Linked DNA regions of Manis pentadactyla: region 2 is linked to region 1. The links are chromatin contacts, called in public Hi-C maps. All regions are on one chromosome and are shown on one strand. The core of a region is the stretch at or near the end of the contact, and the rest is flanking DNA. Distances in the headings are between cores, read along the strand shown.

Region 1 (4,629 bases), core at 585-3,084:
TTTGGCTTCTGAAATGTTAATTTATTTATAAGTGAGTTTGTTTTTCTGATAAAACCCATGATTAAGGCTGTGTTTAAGTGTTCTAACAGCCTCAAAAACCTACTTCTATAGCAGTGTCACAAGTATTGTCTCTGCTTCAATTAGTGAATAATTATTCACAGCACTAATGTGCCTTCCCTCCAAAATATATTTACATATATAGCTCAAATGAATGCTTACTGAAACCTATACACACAAATGGTCTTTAAGAGGACATCCTACTATGCAAAAATGCAATATGTAATACATACTTTGAGAAATATACTTACTTGTGCTTGAGAACAAATTTCACATTTTTGTATGCAAAGGCTACCAAGTAAGTGCTTACTAGGGTCATCACACTATACAGAACAGCAGACTGAATAAGATCCATATGCCATATTCTCCAATACAACCCTGAATTAAGACAAAAGGGAGGGGGCACAAAAGGGAACAAAAATATTACCACCCAGTTACAAGGGCGTGCTGAGTTAGTTAATCAGAGATAAGGCCGGTAAAATACAGCCTGTGTTACAGAATCCAACATAGTATGAGGATCTTCAGAAGCAGGATATCCAATATAAAATTACAATCTCAAACTCTTCCAGTTCAGAACACTTGAAAAACATAATCTTCCCATTACCAGTCCAGATGAGATGTCTGCTTCTCCTAAAGTGACAACTCGGGCTCAACAAAATCACAATTCAGAGTTCAAATTTCATTCATGCTAACTCTAAGCACAGGCCATTCTAAAACACCACGTGCAGTCCCAACACAGTTTATATGCTGACGTGGCTGTTATCTGATATCCAGGCGGTACTGTGCGCGCAGGGCTCCACACCACGTTAACTGTCCGATGGGTTTTATAAGGCCGAAGGATAAAATAAATCTGGATTTATCTTGTTTACTTTTTTCACAACAGTGCAGTTCTGTGAGGGTCAGGAGATACAAATTCGGGAAGCCGGGCTCGAAAAACAACTCGGCCAAGTCTGCAAGGTTGTTCGACCCAAGTGAGAATTCTAAAATCGCCCTAATAGGATTATTAAAAAGTTGAAACAAGGTAGATCGAGAGCCCTTGGCACTGGTTCAACTCGCGCATCCAATTAGGAAATGATGTATGTGAAGCAGTTCATGTAAAGCTAACACTTCTAATTCATCGTGACAGCACATGGGAGCCTGTCCCTCAACCCAATTCATTAGTTTCCCAAAAATAAGTAATTGTAAAGTGTAAAATCTCGTATGGCAAAACCACAGTTGTGGCCGAGGGGGAAAGACAGCAGGCTATATGCATGAGTGCTAACACAAGATCTTAACCCGGTACTTTCTTAAAATACAGATTTGGGGCCGCCGTCCCACACCTAGAGGCTCACAATATCCGGGGGCGGGGCCCGGGAACAAGCGTACTTTTTAAAAGCACCACAAGTGACTTTCCTTGATGACCCCCCACCACCACCTTAAATGAGAACACTGAGACCCACAGAGGCTACATGCATTCCCCGACCTCGGGGCGAGCTGGCGACAGCGCGGGCCTAGCGGTGCCCCGACCCCGCCACGTCTCCTCCCTGCCCGAGCCGCCCCCGGCCTTCTCCGCTCGCCTGCTCCCAGCGCTTACAGATGGGGATGGCGGACACGATGAAGGCGTTCCCGAAGAAGAGTGCGGAGGACTTGGCCGATAGGTTGCGGCTGAAATCCTGCAGAAGCAGGTCCTCCTCTGACTGCTGCTTGGAACCTCCTTTGGGAGCCATGGTAGAGCTGCAGCCGGCAGCCAGGAAGGCAGCGCAGGGGCCAAGCTGGGCCGAGACCTCTGGCCCCGCCCCCACGACCGCCGTATCCGATAACGACCCGTCACCGCTGCGCGCAGAGGCGGGACCCGGAGCGGCCGGGAGCAAACTTCCCCAGGATTGGCCAGCCTGGCACAGCTACGTTTGTGATTGGGCTAGCGGGCCAGACTTCCGGATTCCTGGCAAGCCAATTGACTGGTCGACTTGAAAGAGAAGGCAGGGATTTGTAGTTTAGTGGGTGCCTTTTAAAAAAAAAAATGAACGGAACTTTATTGACATGCTACTTCTCGTATGCTGTGAGGTGTTCCAAGTTGGAATTCCAAAATAACAAGCTTTTCTGACCCTGAGTCATATATTCATTGATTCATCAAGCTGGTACCCTCTGTGTGTACCCAGCACTGGGGCATTGGAGGAAGAGGAGAAAGATAGGTATAACTAAACCTGTCAAATATCTTCTCCTTTACACATCCATAATTTCATTAAATATCCTCAAGAATCCTATGGTATACATATCATTGTCCCCATTTTGCAGGTGAAGAACGAGGTAAGAGACCGGCAGTGCTGGGCTCCAGGTTGTGGGCTCTTCTCAACATAATAATAGGCTATCTTTGAACCAAAAAGAAGGCATTTTTGCTTTTAAAGAACTCGTGGTCTCTATGATTTAATTTATTTGTAGAATATAAAAATAAAGCGAAAGCAGAAAGAACAAAACAGCATTAGTTTCACAGACACTGAAACGTGAGTAGTGATTACCAAGGGGAAGGGGAGTGGGGGGAGGAGGACTGCTGAACCACTGTGATGTACATTTGATAAAATTTTTAAAAATTGAAAAAAAAACCTCGTTGTCTGATGAAAATAATATTTAACTTTTGTCTAGTACACTTACAAATTACTACACTTATGTTGCTTTGTTTCAGCTAGATCTTTAGAGTAACGTGGACTCCAAAGCCATGCTAAATTAAACATAATACTGAGTAAAGACATGTTGACTGGACAGACCTCCTCTTGCTGAGAAAGCCAGTGTTTTTCCCAGAATTGTGTCTCGGAAGCAAGGAAGACTGAAGCCAGCAAACGAGTACAGAGCAACCAGCGAAGCTCTTTTAATGAATGAAAAGAGAAAGATCCTGCTACTCAGGAGAGGCTCCAAGGGAGGATACATCAGGGCTCTGTTGTCTGTGGTTTATATTGCCTCCTGAGAGGAGGAGGTCCCACCCTCAGGGGATGAAATAGAGAACTGAACTAATGACATCATAACTCACTCTTAAATGGCTGAAAGTACAATCATTTGCATAGGGCAAAACCAAACAGTTGTGGTCTGAGTGTACTTTTGAATTGCTGAGTTGTAGTGGAGCTTTTTGAAACTTACAAGGGCTCTGAACTCTGCCTGCATCCCTCTATTACCTGCCTCACTCTGAAACTCAGAAAATTGAATATGCGATTAAAACAGCTTCATGCCATTTATAACCACCAAATTATTTTTTCTTGAAAAAATAATGCTCGACCACTTCTTGGTGATGAAAGAGCAAAAGCTTCTTTCATCTACATTACCAACATTAGACAAAATTTCATTGACCTCCAGCTTTTTTACCAACAATTTGTAGATCTTTCTTCCTCACTTTATCCAAATTGTAATTGACCACAGCTTCCATTCTAATGGAACTTTCCGACTTCAACTTTTTCAATCTGTTCTCTATATAGGTACTGTTAGGGGTTGAGTTTGTTTTACACACTTCTTATCCCCACTGCAACAAAGAATTGAATGCAGACACACAGTAGTGAAGTGGAGCAAAAGTTTAATTTGAATACACTCTAAGGCAATAATGGGCCAGAGTCAAGGTAGACATAGGCAGGTTACTTGAATAAAGCAGAGGGGAAGGGGAAGCTCATTGATGGGAATTTGCAAGCTCAAATCAAAGCTCTCAGTAGTCTCTCCCTACTTATCCAAAGTAGAAAAGAGAGAGTGAAGACTTGTGCCTAATAACACAGTCTGGAAAATAGAATGAAATAGCAAAGTGACAAAGACACCACTGGAAGAGCACAGAGACAAAACATAGTAAGTTGACAGGTATGAAGTCTTTTAAAAATACACACTCCAAGAAAGGAGAGTATGGGCAACCTCAGAGAGGAGGTGCACTTAAGGCTTTTAGGAGTCTGTCTTTCAGACTTTCAAGAATGAGATAAAGGTAAAGGGTTAGGGGGACATCGACTTGCCATATGGTCTCATGATGTCTATCTCCAGTGAGAGACAACATGTTATTATCCATAGTCAGTCCCCCACATAATTCTGTAGGATAAACTTCCTGTTCCTCTGCAAGATAATGGCTACCCCCCAACACTGGGAACATCAGCTAAGACCTCTTGCCTTGCCTTAAGATAGGCTGTTGGCTAATCATCAAGGAATATGCCAGGAATCTAACTTCCCAATTCTCTTTTAAAATGGAATCTTGGCCTAAAGTCCTGCCTGTTCTTATTATGATATTCATATCTTGGCATTTTTAGGAAAATTAATTGTGATGCTTGTCCTATGCCTCTCCTCACTCTCTCTTGCATTAGCTAGAGCAAGTCTCAAAGTCAGCCCAAATTCAGAGCATGTGGAATGAACATACATTGCAAAGGGTGTTAACTCTGTTAGTCCTTTCTGGCTCTCTGGTTTTATCTGATTAACTCCCTGAGTTTTTGGTGTGCCCTTTTCATTGCTCATATCTGTCTTTTAGCCAAACAGGCACTACAGTGAGTTTTCCTGAAATATAAATCCCCCTGTTATCTACACAAAGTATTCCCAAATGCCAGAAATGCCAGAACTTTTCACCAGTCATAACAAAATGAGGAA
Region 2 (4,805 bases), core at 1,158-3,657, 280 kb after region 1:
ATTTATAACCATCAAATGTTTCACTGTAGTGCTTGGTTTACTTTTAATATTTGAGAGTATCACTTAAAGGCCTGACTTGTCTCATTGTAAATTCCATTCAATAATCATATTCTCAGGGTTAAAATGAACTGAGTACACAGATGACAAAACATTTGAAATCCTAGAGAAAGATGCTAAAACATTGGAACCTTCATTTTATTAGGTACTTGTTTATACTGCACATATGATGGATTCAGAAACATACAGAGCATAATTCACAAACAGTATTTTGTGGTCAAAGCCATTTCCAGGATAGAGTCATTCTGGGTTCAGTACAAAACTATACAAAGTGGTTTTACAAAGGAGTCTAAAAGTTTAAATGTTGATGAGCAGTTAAAGAAAAAAAACAGTATGAGGAAAGAAAATCCAGTTTTGGAATAAAATGTGTTGAGGTAAGTACAACAAAGCAAGGTCACTTGTAGCTGACTTCCTTTTTAAAAACTGGAAGTTGTATCATAAAATTATGAAGAAAGTTAAGTCTCAGACGAAGTGAAGTTCTAGGAATTAAATACCTCTCTGATATCTACATATGTTACTAATGCACAGTAGGATGATGGTCCACTGGCTGGCTGGCAGAGTCAACAGTACATCGGCCCAGGTGCTTCTGTTTATACTCATATTCAGCCTAAGTACTCTTCTGTGATCACGTTGGACCATACCCTTGGCCACTTCCACCATTTAGGTGAAAGTGAACAATAAGTAGGATCTGAGTTATGTTTGGAAGGATTCCAAATAATTGAGATATTGTGTGTGAAGTGCTGGTAAATAGAGCCTACCTAATAAATGTTGACTTTAAAAAAATTCTGCACTTGCATTGGATGGAACCCAGAAACAGCAGTAAAGGCTATAGTTGCTTCTAACCTGAGAAGCCTCTCTGCAACCATTTTACTCAAACTTTTGAGGTGATAGCAATTGTACTGTGTTCTGATTCACAGGATAAAAATAAAGTTGGGCTAACTGTAATTTTGCCATGCTGCCTTTGCACAGTTCTGAGCTCACTTTGAAATTAGCAATCTCAGATAGACTTTCTGATATTTTTATCAGACTTGCAAAGTAGTATTTTCCCACATCCTTTCCAGGAAGGGTGGGAGCCTACTACTTACCAAACTTTATGAATAATACTACTTACCTAACTAGGCTCAGAACAGAATGATCTTGCTTTAGGTGTGCAATTCCTGTTCCAGATAAAGCACTCAATGGAAATGGGATGAGTTGTTTTTTGTGCCCTATATCTAAACCCCCAGTGTTACAAAATGAGAACAGTCCTACCTTCATTGTCCTCCAAAGAAAAAAAACATGCTAAGAATGAAAAGCTCTGAAAGTTCTTTGAGCTTCTCAAAAGCATACCATCCTTGAACACTTCATTGGATGTCCTCTGCCCCACCCCACATCCTCGCTTCAATCCTAATTATTGCCTATCTTTTCCAATTAAATGGAAGTCACTGGCAGGCGTTGGGGCAAAAATATCCATCAGATAAAGTGTTCAGGGTACATCTAAAGAAGACATCTAGTGTTTTGTGGAATAAGGCTTTTAGAAGTGTCAGTACTTCATGATGTCATTTTCACTTATAAAAAGGTATCAATCATCAGTGTGACTACTGTTTTAGTACTGCTCTGCATTATTTGACCTCTCCTCTAAGTCTATAGGTTTTACCTGATTTTCTTTGTATTTACTCAACTGTAACTTCATTCAGTAGTAACAAGTCTCTTTTCCTGCTAGCGAGCTGCAAAGGTTTTCTTTCTTCGAAGAGCTGCATTCTGGACCTCAGGTAACCCTAAAAAGGAGAAATCTGGACTACAAATGAGTCACTTGCAAATCATTCCAATGGCAGCCCCTGTCTGGGTTAGTCACAGCATCACCCCATCCTGGTATGCAGTACTTGTCGCCTAGTAGGTCATCAGTAAATACCAGCTTTATGAAGGAAGGAAAGCAATTCGCGTGTAAGGGTGGGCAGCCTTCCATAAAGCAACAAATTGTGAACTAGGGTTCTCAAGATACCTTCTGAACTAAGCCCTTCATCTTAACTACTTTTGGACTAGGATGAAAATTTAACCAATGCTTTCCCAATTAATTTGCCCTTCGCGGCAGTGACTGTGACCAGAGCTTCCTATTACACCCATTTCTTCCATAGGCAACTCTCCTTTCTGATCAAGAACAATTAATTGCCCACTGCTTTGTCTGCCTCGGGGACCCTAGAGCCAGGGACGATAGGCAAGATGGACTGGAGCCTGAACCCCCGGGAGTGTCTCTCTCCAAAGCACGAAAGGGCTGGGGACGTCTTCCGCCATACCCTCAGTCCTACCACGTCTCCAGCCCGCCCTCCAAGCCCTTTCCCTCCCTCCCCCAGCTTTCCGAGTAAGTGCAGCCACTGCCCCCGACCCCCCAACGATCCCTCTTCCGCCCGGCGCTTGGGGAACGGGCGGGGTGGGAGAGCACCGCTTCCGCGTTGGTGAGCGGCGTGGGCCTTGACGTCACTGCGCCCAGACGTCATGCCGACGTGAGGCCCGGTCTCCCGGGAGACCGGGAAAGCCGTTTCGCATCTGGTAGCATCGAGGTGTAGGTGAGAGATAATGAATGGCTTCCTTGAGCCCCGGGATGACCCGGTCCCCCGGGATGACCCGGTCCCCCGGGATGCAGTTCCGGAGCGGAGGCGTGTTGGCATCCAGGGAGAGGGCCGGAAGCTGAGCCGCGGCGCTGCGGCGAGGGGATGGGATTCCGAGCCTCGCCTCCGCTCCGCTCTGCGGCCCCAGCTTTTGTCTCCTCGAGCCCGCCGGCTCCGGCGCCCTCTTCTCCCCCGGAATGCGCGGCTTGGCCTCACCCCTGCGCCCTCTTCTTTTTTTCTGCCACCGCGGTTCCCGAGGGAACGGGGTTAGAAAGGGACAGATTTCAAAACCCTTCCAGCAGTTTGGCTGGTCTTGCAGTGGTTTCTATTTGGAAAATCCTGCCTCTTCAGCAAAGTTTTAGGTCGTGAACTCCGCTTCACCTGACTCTGACCTGCTCTTTTGTGGGTGATTCACTCCAGGGGAAGTTCTTTATGAGAAGGCCTGAAAGCTGAACGTGAGTTAATGACCCAACGTGACACTGGTGTGAAGAAGGGAATCGGAAGTGAATAATCATGGACATTTCTGAATTTTTGACATGTTCCTCGTTATCCTGTTTGCGGGTTCACAAATACCTACGTGGCTGCTGTCAGTTATTACCTCACCTGTTGCTGAAGGGCAGTCTATGCGTGTGTAATGTCAAATAATAAAAGGGGCTCAATAAAACAGGCAAAATAATGTAAGGATAAATTAAAAATTTTACTGTTGCCAAGAGGAAAAGAGACTCCCCCCCTTTTTTTGAGAAACCTCACATTTGTGAATGTATCCTCTATTCCTTTAATACATATATGCAAGTTTTTTTAAAGACGCAGTTTGAGGAATTGGGAGCCATTTCTTTAAAATGTAAGCCTCAAAGAAGACAGCACCCCTATCACCTTATCACCTTGGGAGTTTAGCATAGGCACCTTACTTTTAGTAACAGCCTGCTTTGTCTTAGCGATATGTATTCCTTCGAACAAACGCAATTAAGATAGCACAGATGGCTACTTCAATTTCCAGGGGAATTTAAAACGAATTAGGAAAGAATATATAGTAAGCTGTGTTGAAGACAAAGTTACCATTTACCTTGAGAACGTGTATGTAATGGATTATATCTGCTTGGCTGTATAAAAAAATGAGATTTCTTTGTTTTTGTATCTCAGCAGATTGTGCTGTGCATCAGTCTGGTTAACTGCTAATTCAATAATAAAATTGTTTCTTTCTTCATTGTGGAGGGATTTTCTGGGTTGGCAGTGTATTTTGTTTTAAATTTTTCCTCAATAAGAAAACTGCCAATTATTTCCCTCGGTATAGTAAGGCCACAGAGTTGGAACGAATTTACAGACAATGATGATATTTACAGAAATAAAAAACTTCCACTGGTGCCTTGTTTATACCATCATTAGATTCATGCTCTCAAATAATTTTATGGGTGGAATTTTAAAAGGACATTTAGTTGATAATTTTAGGAAAAATTCGACTCCCAATACAATTTAGTTAGGATCATGCCATCTTATTTTACTGATGGTGAGTGCCACTGTAAAATGGTGGAAATGAGAATAATGAATCTTCTGTGAATAATAAATCTTCTATGAATAATGAGCTCTTGCTACATCACAGAGACAGTCTGCCTAACTTTAGATGATGTACTTGGCCATGTGGGCCTATGTTAACCATGTCAGTTAACTTTACCTCCACCCCAGTTAACTTTACACCCCCCTCCCACACACACATTTTATGTGTCTATATAGGAAGGCAGCTTGTTACTTGTTTTAAATAGCAGCTCATTAAAACATGGGCTTTGTACTAACACACAAGATGCGGAATCTTCTCTTCCACTAATGGTTGCATAATTTAAAGAAATGCTACCACTACAGGAATTTTAGTCAGCTACAATGTCCCTGCCACCTTGCCCCTGCTGGGGTTGCTGTCTGTGACAGAGTACTGTGCCTCTCCAGTCTCTTTGCCAAGATCCTGCCCTGATCAAAAGCAAATAGCCTCAGGAAGTCTTTACTAATTCTCCACTCCCTTCAGAAAAATGAGACATTTTTCTTCCCTGAATTCCTATATTGTTCCTTCTCTACAACTCCTGACACACAGAACTTCCCAGCTATGGAATTATGTCTGTATCATCTTACTCTGCTGGCCCCTTCTATTGCCAACTCTCTCTATATATACACACATCT

Evidence for each region. A called contact is a pair of places that touch in the nucleus more often than the background predicts.
Region 2: a contact with region 1 is called in a Hi-C map of blood, with 3 times the contacts expected there. The contact joins the promoter of LEKR1 here to the promoter of SSR3 in region 1. A contact is called at or near these places in 2 of 3 Hi-C or Micro-C datasets (blood and skin fibroblasts).

The regions. Positions count from the first base shown.
Region 1 is chr1:89,563,762-89,568,390 of mManPen7.hap1, forward strand. It overlaps SSR3 (signal sequence receptor subunit 3), which reads right to left and starts at 1,835. Exons shown (of 5, transcript XM_036904136.2): 1 at 1,631-1,835; 2 at 309-435. The coding sequence starts at 1,763.
Region 2 is chr1:89,843,793-89,848,597 of mManPen7.hap1, forward strand. It overlaps LEKR1 (leucine, glutamate and lysine rich 1), which reads left to right and starts at 2,408. Exons shown (of 14, transcript XM_057499450.1): 1 at 2,408-2,600; 2 at 3,063-3,483.